4 separate regions of the Sus scrofa genome follow, and regions 2, 3 and 4 are each linked to region 1. The links are chromatin contacts, called in public HiChIP or PLAC-seq and promoter capture Hi-C maps. All regions are on one chromosome and are shown on one strand. The core of a region is the stretch at or near the end of the contact, and the rest is flanking DNA. Distances in the headings are between cores, read along the strand shown. Region 1 holds the start of LIN52 (lin-52 DREAM MuvB core complex component). Region 2 holds the start of DNAL1 (dynein light chain 1, axonemal). Region 3 holds the start of ISCA2 (iron-sulfur cluster assembly 2 homolog, mitochondrial). Region 4 holds the start of PNMA1 (paraneoplastic antigen Ma1).

Region 1 (2,565 bases), core at 46-2,545:
TACTGTGCTAAGCCCTGGGATCCAACTATGAACATGACAGTCTTGGAATTTACAAGCTAGTGTGAAAGGGGCAAAGTTAACAGAATAACTATGCTGTGGATGAGGGTACTGAGATAGAATAATGGTGAAGTGAGGCAACTCCAGAAACAGATACAGTGTTCTGGGAAAGCCTTTTTGGGAGGTGACATTTAAATGAAACTGAAAAAATATTACATGTTTGATTAATCTTTTCCTCTCCCAAAGCAATTAGAATAATAATGCCTTTCGAATAGTGGATCTCAGCATAGCTTTCCAGGCCTCAACTTCCTCATTCTTGAAATGAACTTCCAAGATTCCTTCCATACACAAAATTCCTTTGTTTGAGAGAAAACTAAGTATAAGTGAAATGGACGTGGAGATGCAAAACTGAGTTTAGAAACGACTGCAAGCATTTTGTCGAGGCAAAAACTGAGCTTAGAAATGACTGCAAGACCCTAACCCTAAAGCAGAACGGAGCGCAAAACCCTGTGGATATACCAAAACCACTTAATTGCTACCTCAGATGACTTGCTTCTTATACAACATATAAGCAGAAATCATTCATTCACTCAGCCTTAGGAAACAACACATAACATAGAAGAAAGACGCTGAGTGAATGAATGTGCATGACTACACTAAAAAGCTCAATTGTCATTTTCCTAGGGACTCTCACTGAGAGGGACCAAGAGGGGTCTCCTGCTTCCCTTGCTGCCAGAACAACGGTCCCAATCCGAGGAGGGAGGAGAGAATCACATTTTCCTTGCGGTTCAATCCCGAGATTAGGTCTGCCACCAACCCTAGCTAGCGTGAGAGAATCGTTCCAGATGCTCAAAGAGAATCGAACCTTCAAAGGGGCGCCCTGAGAAAGAGAAAGCTACACTGAGACACCTCCTTTACCCCAGCAGTATCTCCTCCTTGGCCCTCAGCCTCACTCAAATGCGGCTAAAGGAGGACCAGAGAGGCCCTCCTTGTTTTGCCCGGAATGGGTCCCAATCGGGTGCCCTACTCCATCCGCCTGGCACACTGCAAAGAAACTGGGCACCTCCGGAGCCTCTGTGAAGAACCAGCGAGCTGAAGACGCACCCACATACCGTGGGAAAGTAAAAGGGAAAGGCGAGAAGGCCACGAAAAAGGTGTAAGTTAGAGGGGCAGACGGAGAGATTCTCTCTGAGCATCTGTAAGTTCCCAGGAGAACAGAGAAGGAGGTCGCAAGCGAAGGGTCTATAAGCCGGCTCTTACCGTCTGTGGGAGACGCCATCTTCCAACCCATGTCACGTGACGTTGCCAACCGTCGGCGGGAAAGCTAGGGTCCATAAGCCACGCCCCCAGAGAGAAACCCTATTCCCCAACCCTCTGTCCTGTCTCGTTTCCCCGCCCCATAGGGTAATCTTCCGTAGCCCCGCCCCCAGGGCTAGCCACACCCCCTCGCGCTGTGGATGTGCTGGCGCTGCTGAAAATTCTTGCAGAGTCCTATTTACTTTCCTCAGTGAGTGGGTGGGGCTGCGGCCATGCCTGTGGCCAATCGGAGTTCCGAATTCGGGGGCGTCTTCCTCGTGCTCTCAATATAGAGTATCCAAGTCAGGGGCGTCTTCCCCACCTCCGCCAGCAGAATTTGTTGAGGCGGGAGGAGGCGAGAGCTCTATCACTTCTGACCAATCGCATACGCCCAGAACTGGGCACTGAGGGCGTGGAGTCAGTGTTAAGGCGTGTGATTGGCTAGGGGAAATAGTCCTCTCCACCAATGAAGAGGTTCGGCAGGATGGAGGGGCAAGGCCTAGCAGCAGTAGTGTTTCTGGACAGTCTCACAGAAAGGCGTGGGGGGCTGAGAAGAGGCAACCGAGAACCATGGCGGCGGTGCTGGCTGCGGCGGCAGTGCGGGCCCGGATCCTGCAGGCGAGTGAGGGTGGCGCCAAGGGTTCATGAAACTAGGAATTCAGTCCTTTCCATCCGCTTTGTGAACCAACCCCCCCTTGGCCGACCCTCCTATTCCCATCGGACCTGAGCGGCCCTGTCCCACATCTCACTCGGTATCCACTTGCGTTGGATCCAGCCCTGGACTATTACCCGTGGCCTTTTTATTCTTGAGCCTACCCCTTTCAGGCTTTAGACCATTCTCCTCCTCCAGCCGTGCCCGGTCCCTGCCCTCACCTCTGTAGGTCTGCCCACCGTCTTTCCCTTTCACCTCTGCACCAACCACCTCTCTGCTCCAGAAGCTCCTTTTCTGGTCGCCTTTCTTGGCATTCTCTGGGAGCGTCCAAATTGTTCCCTTCCCCAACCCTACTTCACTCTATAACCCGAGGTAAAGGCGTGGGCGGAGGGGAGGAGGAGGAAGGACTTGAGGGGTGAGGGTCAGTGAGTGAACTTTGAGTCTCCTTCTAGAAGTGCACACTAAGCTTTCCCTCAAAGCAGCCATTTGCTGAGCTATCTTCCCCAGCTTTGGCTCTGTATTTTCTTTTTTTCTTTTCTTTTTTTTGTCTTTTTGCCTTTTCTGGGGCCGCACCCGCGGCATATGGAGGTTCCCAGGCTGGGGGTCTAATCGGAGCGGTC
Region 2 (2,565 bases), core at 18-2,517, 380 kb after region 1:
ATCCTTCCAGAATTATTTAGGGCTGGTTATTCCTTTACCTGAATATAAATCTAGATTCCAGAATTTTTTACTTTCCTTGGTTTTCAGCTAAACATCTGTGGAATAAAGTAAGGAAAGCAGAGGGGAAAACTTTTTTAAAGAGTAGCATTTAATCTCATGGTTGAGGGCAGGCATGGTTTCCTCATCGTTTCAATGTCTGTCCACTTACATAGTAATGGAATCACGAAAAGAAGAAAACTAGTTAAACTTATTTTTACAAACATCTCAACAGGCAGGAAAATCACATACTTTGCTAAACAGCTTTGGCGGGGTCTGTAACCAATCAACAACATTCCTTTTTAAACTACTAGTTAGAACTACCAAGTATGTAAGCATGACAGTGCTCACTGTAAGAGTTGAGGAGCATCACTAGGTAAAATCATTAATTCATTAAGAGCTTTGATTGGATAGATTGCTGATAGATTTCATGACCAAGACAGCAGTATTTCTCAAAGTGTTGTGGGGCGCCCTTCGATTTTAGATTCACTTGAAATGCATATTCCTGAACCCCATTATATAAAAAATTCATAATCTGCACTCCGATTTAGGCCAAAGTCATACCTATGCATACTGAAATTTGAGAAACACTACCCTAATATACTCTATCTAGAGAGGGTTTTACAATGTCACTAATAACTGAACTGACAGGCATTCAGAAGGCAACCTGAGCACATCACAGGTTACAAATACGGCACTCAGTGTTACACATATTCCTCTGGTAACCAACACACACACACCCCATCTCACCAGGGGGACTTTACTTCTCTGTAAAAAGATATCCTTATTCACACTCTGCCCTCCATCGCCTTTCCCACTCTAGAGCGCTCTTTTTCGAGAATTTTCTGCTCTGTGCCCTCCCCTTTCTCTGCCAGAGTCTCTCCACATTAAACCAACCTCCAACCCGACCCAGGCCGTCCTTCACCCCAGACCACCCGGTGCCACGGCTTCTCTTTTCCCTCAGGCCTCTGAATCCACCGAGCTAGCATCCGGCTCCCTTCCACTGTTCGAGGATCATCCCCACCATCCACTCTCCGCCGTTTCCCTTTTTCATTTCCAATCTTCTCTCGGCTTTGGCTACGAGGCCTGGAGGGTACTCACCATTCCGGCGGTTGCTACTGTCACTGCTCTGGTTGCTAGGGCCCCGCCGGGGTCAGTGCGCACGCGCACTTCTCGGAGCTCGCCGCGGATCTCTACCCCGGCAGCGATCTTTTCTCTCCGCCCTCAGGGTGGCGCGAGCGGGGCATTGTGGGACTGCGCGACCTTCGCCTGGGTCCTCCCGCTCCACGGCTGCCTGCTTCCCAGAGACTGCAGGGCAGCTACTGGTGACGTCAGGAGGGCTCGGCAGCTTAACTTCGTAGAGAGGTCAAGAGATGGCTTTTTCTGTTGTGAAAGTAATTTCAGCTAATCTAGAGTGACGTACCTGCCTACATTTTAAAACTTTAAAACCTCCCAGTAACAATTGCCCCTCCCATGAAGGAACTTTAAAAATCCATTGCCCTTGCAGATTGCCCTTCCCGTTTCTTGACTCCTTGCTGTCATTCACTTGGCCGTCTGACTGAGAATACCTGGACGCGGCTGAATTTCTTCAGTTAGCTTCCCCCAACCCCTTAAGGCGGCCGAAAGCATGAAATGTTGGTTTTACATAACCAAGGTTTCCTTTTTTTACCCCCAACTATCAAATTAGCCAAAAATCGTAAAAATACCCAGAGTTGCTAGGGGTATGGAGAAGGGGGGACACATACATACACTGCTGTTTGTAATTGATAAGCCTTTCCCGAGGCTGTTGGCAATAATGTTTTAAAAGCTTTAAAAACTTTTGCACTTCTATGACCCTGCAGTTCCACTTCTGGGACTTCATCCTGAAGAAATAATCAGACAAATGCACAGAGATATACATTCAGAGTTTTAATAGCAGAAAGAAAACCCAATGTCAACAAAAGAGAAGAGGTATTATTAAGCATCCAAAAAGTGAAATAAATACTTCCATTTAAAATGTTGCCGAGGGAGTTCTCTGATGGCCTAGCTGGTTGAGGCTCCTGTGTTCTCTCCACTGTGGCTCTGGTTGCCGCTGTGAGGCCTAGGTTCAATCCCTGGCCCAGGAATTCCCATATGCTGCCTGTGTGGCAAAAAAGGGAGAAAAAAATACAAAATAAATAAAAATTAACTGTTGCTGGAATGCATCTATTCACATGCAAAGATAGTCATGATGTATTAAAATGCAAGTTACCAAACAAAATGGTATCATCCTCTTAAAAATTACACATAGCACACCATATATACGTAACTGAAAGGATATCATGAGTGTTTAATGGCTGTTATGGACTGAATTGTGTCCCCTCAAAATTAAGGTTAAATGAGACCATAAGTCTGGGGCTCTAATCCAATAAGGACTACTGTCCTTATAGGAACAGGAAAAGACACTGGGAATGGTATGCAAAAAGAAAAGGCCGTGGGAGGACACAGTGGGAAGGTGGTCATCTGTAAGCCAAGAACAGAGGCCTCACCAAAAACCAAGCCTATCTGTTC
Region 3 (2,565 bases), core at 31-2,530, 360 kb before region 1:
TCTGTTTTCTGAAATACAGAGGAAGCTTTCCTATTACCTTTGACAGGTGCTGGTTTTCTCTGAGGCAAAAGGGTTCACTAGAATGACTCCTAGGAAGCGTGTAGAGATTTAGGGCCTGGAATCTAAACCAGTCTGACTCTCTACCAACTATGCTATGGACCTAGACAGGGCAGTTTTCCTCCTAGGACTTCGTTATTTTGAATCAAGACAATGAATCTTCACTGTACCCCCACTCTGTGAGAAGGGTGGTGTTCAGGACCCTCGGAAAAACCTCTTAAATTTGTAATAAAAGGAGTTCCCATCATGGCACAGCAGAAATGACTCCAACTAGGAACCATGAAGATGAGGGTTCGATCCCTGGCCTCGCTCAGTAGGTTAAGAATCTGGTGTTGCTGTGTGCTGTGGTGCCAAGGTCGCAGACAGGACTGGGATCCTGCGTTGCTGTGGCTGTGGTGTAGGCCAGCAGCTGCAGCTCTGATTCGACCCCTAGCCTGGGAACCTCCCTATGCAGCGGGTGCGGCCCTTTTTAAAAAGCAAAAATAATAATAATAAATAAATTTGGAATAAAAGAGCACCTTAAGCTGAAGGCACTTTTATCCCTCCCACACATTCTCTGAGAACCCACCCCTTTCTCCTTGCCTGTCGTCGGGGTTGATAACTGTATCCAGTGAAAATTTGTATTGGAATCCGGAGCATCCTCCTCCCTCCACCTCCAGTCTGAGGAATTCTGACCCTTCGGTGATTTCCAGAAGCCTCTGAAATGCAGGAAGGGAGGTCAAGAATTCCAGGCAAGGGAGAGAGACGGATAAGCCAAGGGAAAGTACCCCTACTCCCAGCCCTCGCCAGCCACGGGCGCCCCGTGTCCGGCCTCTTACCTGGACGCAGCTGTCGGTAAGGTGGATCTGCCCTTCGCCAGCTTCAGGGTTGGAGGACGACATTTCCCGAAGAGCCCAAGGTCCGCGAGAGGCCGCGAGGAGCCTGCTGAGCAAGGAAGGAGGGTGAGCCTGGGAGCAAAAGGCCGGTAACCTCTACCTGGACAGCCTCACGCCAAACCTGATGTCCCTCCACCTGGACAGCTTCACGCCAAACCTTCACCTCCTCCACGAGCCTTAGTTTCCCCTTAGTCTCGGGGGCGCAGAACCAAACACCCTTCCCAAATGACTTCCTAGGCTTGCTGGTACCTGCCCCTTTGCCAGGGGGTGACCGCTCTCAGAGCCGCAGCTGTTATGTATAAACCCCGAACGGCCGCCATTTTCCTCTACAAACCCCGCCTCTCGCACTGCCCCAATCCCCTTCTCGGCCTGGGCCTCGGGAGGCGGGACTCATAGAGGCCCCGCCTTTAGGCACACCTATTGGATGGTGCAGGAGGAGGAAGGATTTGATTGGTTAGAGATGCTCCCCTGCGGAAGCGGGGACACACCCACAAAGCCCCCGCGGAGCGCTGGAGGGAGGAGCAGGGAGGAACGCAGAGGGCTGCAGCTTCTCTTGCTGCGGAGCAGGCCAGATGGGCGGAGATAGGGAATGTCTGGGACCCTGTGTCTGGCTTCCTAGAGCCGGGGGCGGGGCGCAGGCGGACCTCGGTCCCAGTTGCTGGTCACGGGTCGCCTGACTGGGCTCCTCCCTCGGCCCGCCCCTGAAGGTTTATCTTGTGACCGCGGCAGCTGGCTTTCCTTCCGTGAGCTTGAAACCTCCTGAGCTGCGATGCATTTCTTGGCCGCTGCGTTCCTGCTCCTGACACTCAGCGCTTCTGCCCTGGCCGAGCCGGTGCATTTCAGGGACTGCGGTGAGCCCCGGGGCCAGTCCAAGGTTCCCACGCCCTCTGCGGGACCCCCGCCGGAACCTGATGCTAAGACCTCAGGCTGGGTTGGGTGGGTCCCGCGGGCGTCTAGACTCAGCCTCAGACTTCTCGTGAAGTGGGCTAAAATGAGTTGGGGTAGGGGACAAGGTAGTGGCCTCGATAAAACCCGACTACTCACAACGTTGTCTCTTTCCTTGGAAAGCGTGTTTGGGGCCCCAGGATATTCCTGGAGATGGGCCTATGCTGAAGTTTCCTAAAGTTTGTAGGGCAAACATCTGAAGGTTCTTATTCAGCGTAGTGGGTAAGGGATGCGGTTCAAAACTTTTTTCTTTATGTAAAAATACGTATTTATTTATGTATTTAAGATTTTGGATGACCTCTCCCTCCACACTCCCTTTGCTTTTTTAAATTTCCCTTTTGCTGAGAAGTCAAAAGTCAGTTCTCCTTTTCATTGTTGGTTCCATTAGGGATTTCCTTGGTCTGTGGAATTTTGTGATGCTGACGAGTTTGTTTCTCCCTCCTGTTTTTGAAACTCCTCTTTCTGGTCACAACTTGTGACAGTGACACATAACCCTCTCTGGCTGTTGTGGTTGGCATGTGTGCTGAAAAACACAACAGGCGAGTAGAAATTGTAAATTCCTTCAGTCAGGTCTATCAAATTAACTGTTCTTGCAGAACTTTTCTGAGGTAGAGAAGTGTAATGATAAAGAGGCATGGAACGGATTTTATAAAACTTGTGAGCTGGAGGGAACCTCGGCGATCCTGGA
Region 4 (2,565 bases), core at 21-2,520, 330 kb after region 1:
GCTGCTTATGTCTAAAGGGATCCCCTATATTTAACTGCCTCAATGACCTAACCTCTTTCTTCTCATGTGCCAGATGTTAAGATGAAGGAGGAATACAACACATACACAAGCCTCAGCTGTTTAAATATGTTTTTACCGGGGCTCAGTTTTCTCAGATGGTATTTATTACCAGTGGCAAGCCTAACTCCTTAGGTTTACAGGAAGTATGCATATTTTTATAAAACAATTGTATGTCCTCCCCATATTTTGCTGTATTAATATTTGCCTCTAACTAACAATTTGCAGCTGTTTCACCTTTTCCTCATTTGTCTCTTAGTCAAAGGCCTTGTTGGAGGGGACAGAGCACAGGAACAGCCTTGATAGTCTGTAATTATTGTACAAATATTTTAATAGCATATAAATAAGTATATTCCTTTTATTTTGAAAAAATCAGACACTGCCTTTTGTGTGTTTGCTGCCTGTGGCACCCTTTTTTAAAAGACTGTTACATATTAAAATAGTGTACATATATATAAATATTACCTCTTTTGCTGTACAGTTGTGATAGACCAGACGGAAGATTTTATTTTTTGTGTGCTTTTTATAAAAAAAAAAATTAACACACTAAAGAAAATCTTGCTGATGTGATTGTAATGTACCTATGTAACTTATTTACTTTTGAATGTTCTTCTGTATCTTTAAACCTTTTATTAAATAAGGTTTTAAAAATTCAGAGTTGATTTCTGTGTCCTTTGGGGGAAAGATTTATTATCTCACCATCTGGGATTGTAAGTGTGCCTTGGTTTGCTTCCAAAGGATACTTGACATTTTTGAACCATAAGGCCTGTTTTATCCATGATGCCAGGGCAGGGGAAATAACACATTAGTGTTTGCCGGGTTACTATTCATAGAGATCTAGATCTTTTTACAACATTTTAGACAAGAAGAAGTCTCAACTCACTGGGATAAAATTTAGAGGGTGCAGAGTGCAGTCAGGTGGTACAGGGTATTATACAGCATTGCCTCTGAACGAGCGACGCGAGTAGACAAGTCTTTCTTGACGGCCGGATATCATCTTAAATCCACTCCAGAATTATATTATCTTTTAAACACAGTGCTTTGTTAAGAAAAAAAAAAATCTGGAAAATGCGAAAAAGGAAATGCGCGGTAAAGGAAATTAACGCCCGCGGCCCCGAGCTGCCACCATGGCAACCATTCGCCCCTGCAGGCCGCTAGAGCTCCGGCGTCTCGCGTCGGTGGTTGCCGTGGCTACGGTCGCGCGGGCAGGGCCGCGGGGGGCGGGGCGAGGCGGGTCGAAGGCCGGCCCCGCCCTCCACTGCGGCAGTAAAGGCTAGGCTGGCTGCGGGTGGGACCGAGGTACAACTGTGCAGCTCCAGCCCACCTCGGCCCGCGGTCGCCTGCGTGCGGGGCTGCCGCGGCCTGCCTGCGACTGCGCCTGCGCCTCCTCTAGCCTGGCTTCCGCGTCTTTCCTGCGCCTCTGCTGCCTGTGTTCTTGGTCCTTGGCGTCCTCGCCGCCCAGAGGGATACGTTTGCCCACGAAGAAGCTCTCTCGGGTTGGCCTCGCTGCCGCCGCTGTCTTTCCCTTAGGACAGTCTTTCCCTCCGGGGGCGGTACTAGTTCTTGTCTGCGGAGAAGCGGCTCCTAGCTCGTCTGAGGCGTGCTCCGCTCTGGCAACGAAAGCTTGCACCCTCTGGGAGCAGCAGCGAGTGCCTGGCGCCCAGGCTGCGAAGAGGCGGCCACGTCCCGCGATCAAGCCCTGCGGCTCCTGCTTTCGCCGCCCGCCTTTTTTCCTCGCCTCTGCGCTCCGACGCGACACCTTCCTGTAAGTGGAGGACCCGGCCTGCGGATCCCGACCGGAGACACAAGATGGCGATGGCCATGTGACTGAGCATCCCCGAGGCTTCGTTCCGAGAACGCGGAGGCCTGGCTTTGAGGGGCAGCGAAAAGAGGAGAGCAGGACACTGGTGTCGTTTGTTAAACGTGATTGACTCCCTCGGGCATATGGGGGGAGGTGGCGGTGGGAGCGTCTGCTATTGTCTTCAGTTTTAGAGCACAGGGAGCCACAGTCTAATTGTATTTGTAGAATTGGGGCCCTTGATAGTTGGGAAAATGGCGATGACACTGCTGGAAGATTGGTGTAGGGGGATGGATGTGAACTCCCAGAGAGCCCTTCTGGTCTGGGGGATCCCTGTGAACTGTGATGAGACCGAAATCGAAGAGACCTTTCAAGCTGCGATGCCCCAGGTGCCCTATCGAGTGCTTGGGAGAATGTTCTGGAGGGAAGAGAATGCCAAAGCAGCCTTGTTAGAGCTCACTGGTGCTGTCGATTATGCTGCGATCCCCAGGGAGATGCCAGGTAAAGGAGGGGTCTGGAAAGTAGTCTTTAAGCCCCCCACTTCCGATGCTGAATTTTTAGAAAGGTTGCACCTCTTCCTAGCAAGAGAGGGGTGGACCGTGCAAGATGTTGCCCGTGTCCTTGGGTTTCAGAACCCCACTCCGGCCCCAGGCCCCGAAATGCCGGCAGAGATGCTAAACTATATTTTGGATAATGTTATTCAGCCTCTG

What was found. Promoter capture Hi-C pulls out the DNA fragments that hold promoters and counts their contacts. HiChIP or PLAC-seq counts read pairs in DNA pulled down with a chosen protein or histone mark.
Region 2: a contact with region 1 is called in an H3K27ac HiChIP or PLAC-seq map of skeletal muscle, with 2.5 times the contacts expected there. The contact joins the promoter of DNAL1 here to the promoter of LIN52 in region 1. A contact is called at or near these places in 1 of 5 promoter capture datasets (fetal liver) and 2 of 2 datasets of contacts at active chromatin or transcription factors (alveolar macrophages and skeletal muscle).
Region 3: a contact with region 1 is called in an H3K27ac HiChIP or PLAC-seq map of alveolar macrophages. The contact joins the promoter of ISCA2 here to the promoter of LIN52 in region 1. A contact is called at or near these places in 2 of 5 promoter capture datasets (fetal liver and liver) and 1 of 2 datasets of contacts at active chromatin or transcription factors (alveolar macrophages).
Region 4: a promoter capture Hi-C map of liver shows a contact between it and region 1, with 2.5 times the contacts expected there. The contact joins the promoter of PNMA1 here to the promoter of LIN52 in region 1. A contact is called at or near these places in 1 of 5 promoter capture datasets (liver) and 1 of 2 datasets of contacts at active chromatin or transcription factors (alveolar macrophages).

Annotation. Positions count from the first base shown.
Region 1 is chr7:97,381,080-97,383,644 of Sscrofa11.1, reverse strand. It overlaps LIN52 (lin-52 DREAM MuvB core complex component), which reads right to left and starts at 1,295. Exons shown (of 6, transcript NM_001185836.1): 1 at 1,258-1,295. The coding sequence starts at 1,288. ALDH6A1 (methylmalonate-semialdehyde dehydrogenase [acylating], mitochondrial) reads left to right here and starts at 1,760. Exons shown (of 12, transcript XM_005656399.3): 1 at 1,760-1,911. The coding sequence starts at 1,864.
Region 2 is chr7:96,998,228-97,000,792 of Sscrofa11.1, reverse strand. DNAL1 (dynein light chain 1, axonemal) reads right to left here and starts at 1,267. Exons shown (of 8, transcript XM_001926259.5): 1 at 1,138-1,267. The coding sequence starts at 1,140.
Region 3 is chr7:97,739,194-97,741,758 of Sscrofa11.1, reverse strand. It overlaps ISCA2 (iron-sulfur cluster assembly 2 homolog, mitochondrial), which reads right to left and starts at 1,280. Exons shown (of 4, transcript XM_003482288.4): 1 at 1,182-1,280; 2 at 876-978; 3 at 640-755. The coding sequence starts at 1,252. It overlaps NPC2 (NPC intracellular cholesterol transporter 2), which reads left to right and starts at 1,672. Exons shown (of 4, transcript NM_214206.1): 1 at 1,672-1,783. The coding sequence starts at 1,702.
Region 4 is chr7:97,050,562-97,053,126 of Sscrofa11.1, reverse strand. PNMA1 (paraneoplastic antigen Ma1) reads left to right here and starts at 1,270. Exons shown (of 1, transcript XM_021099497.1): 1 at 1,270-2,565. The coding sequence starts at 2,110.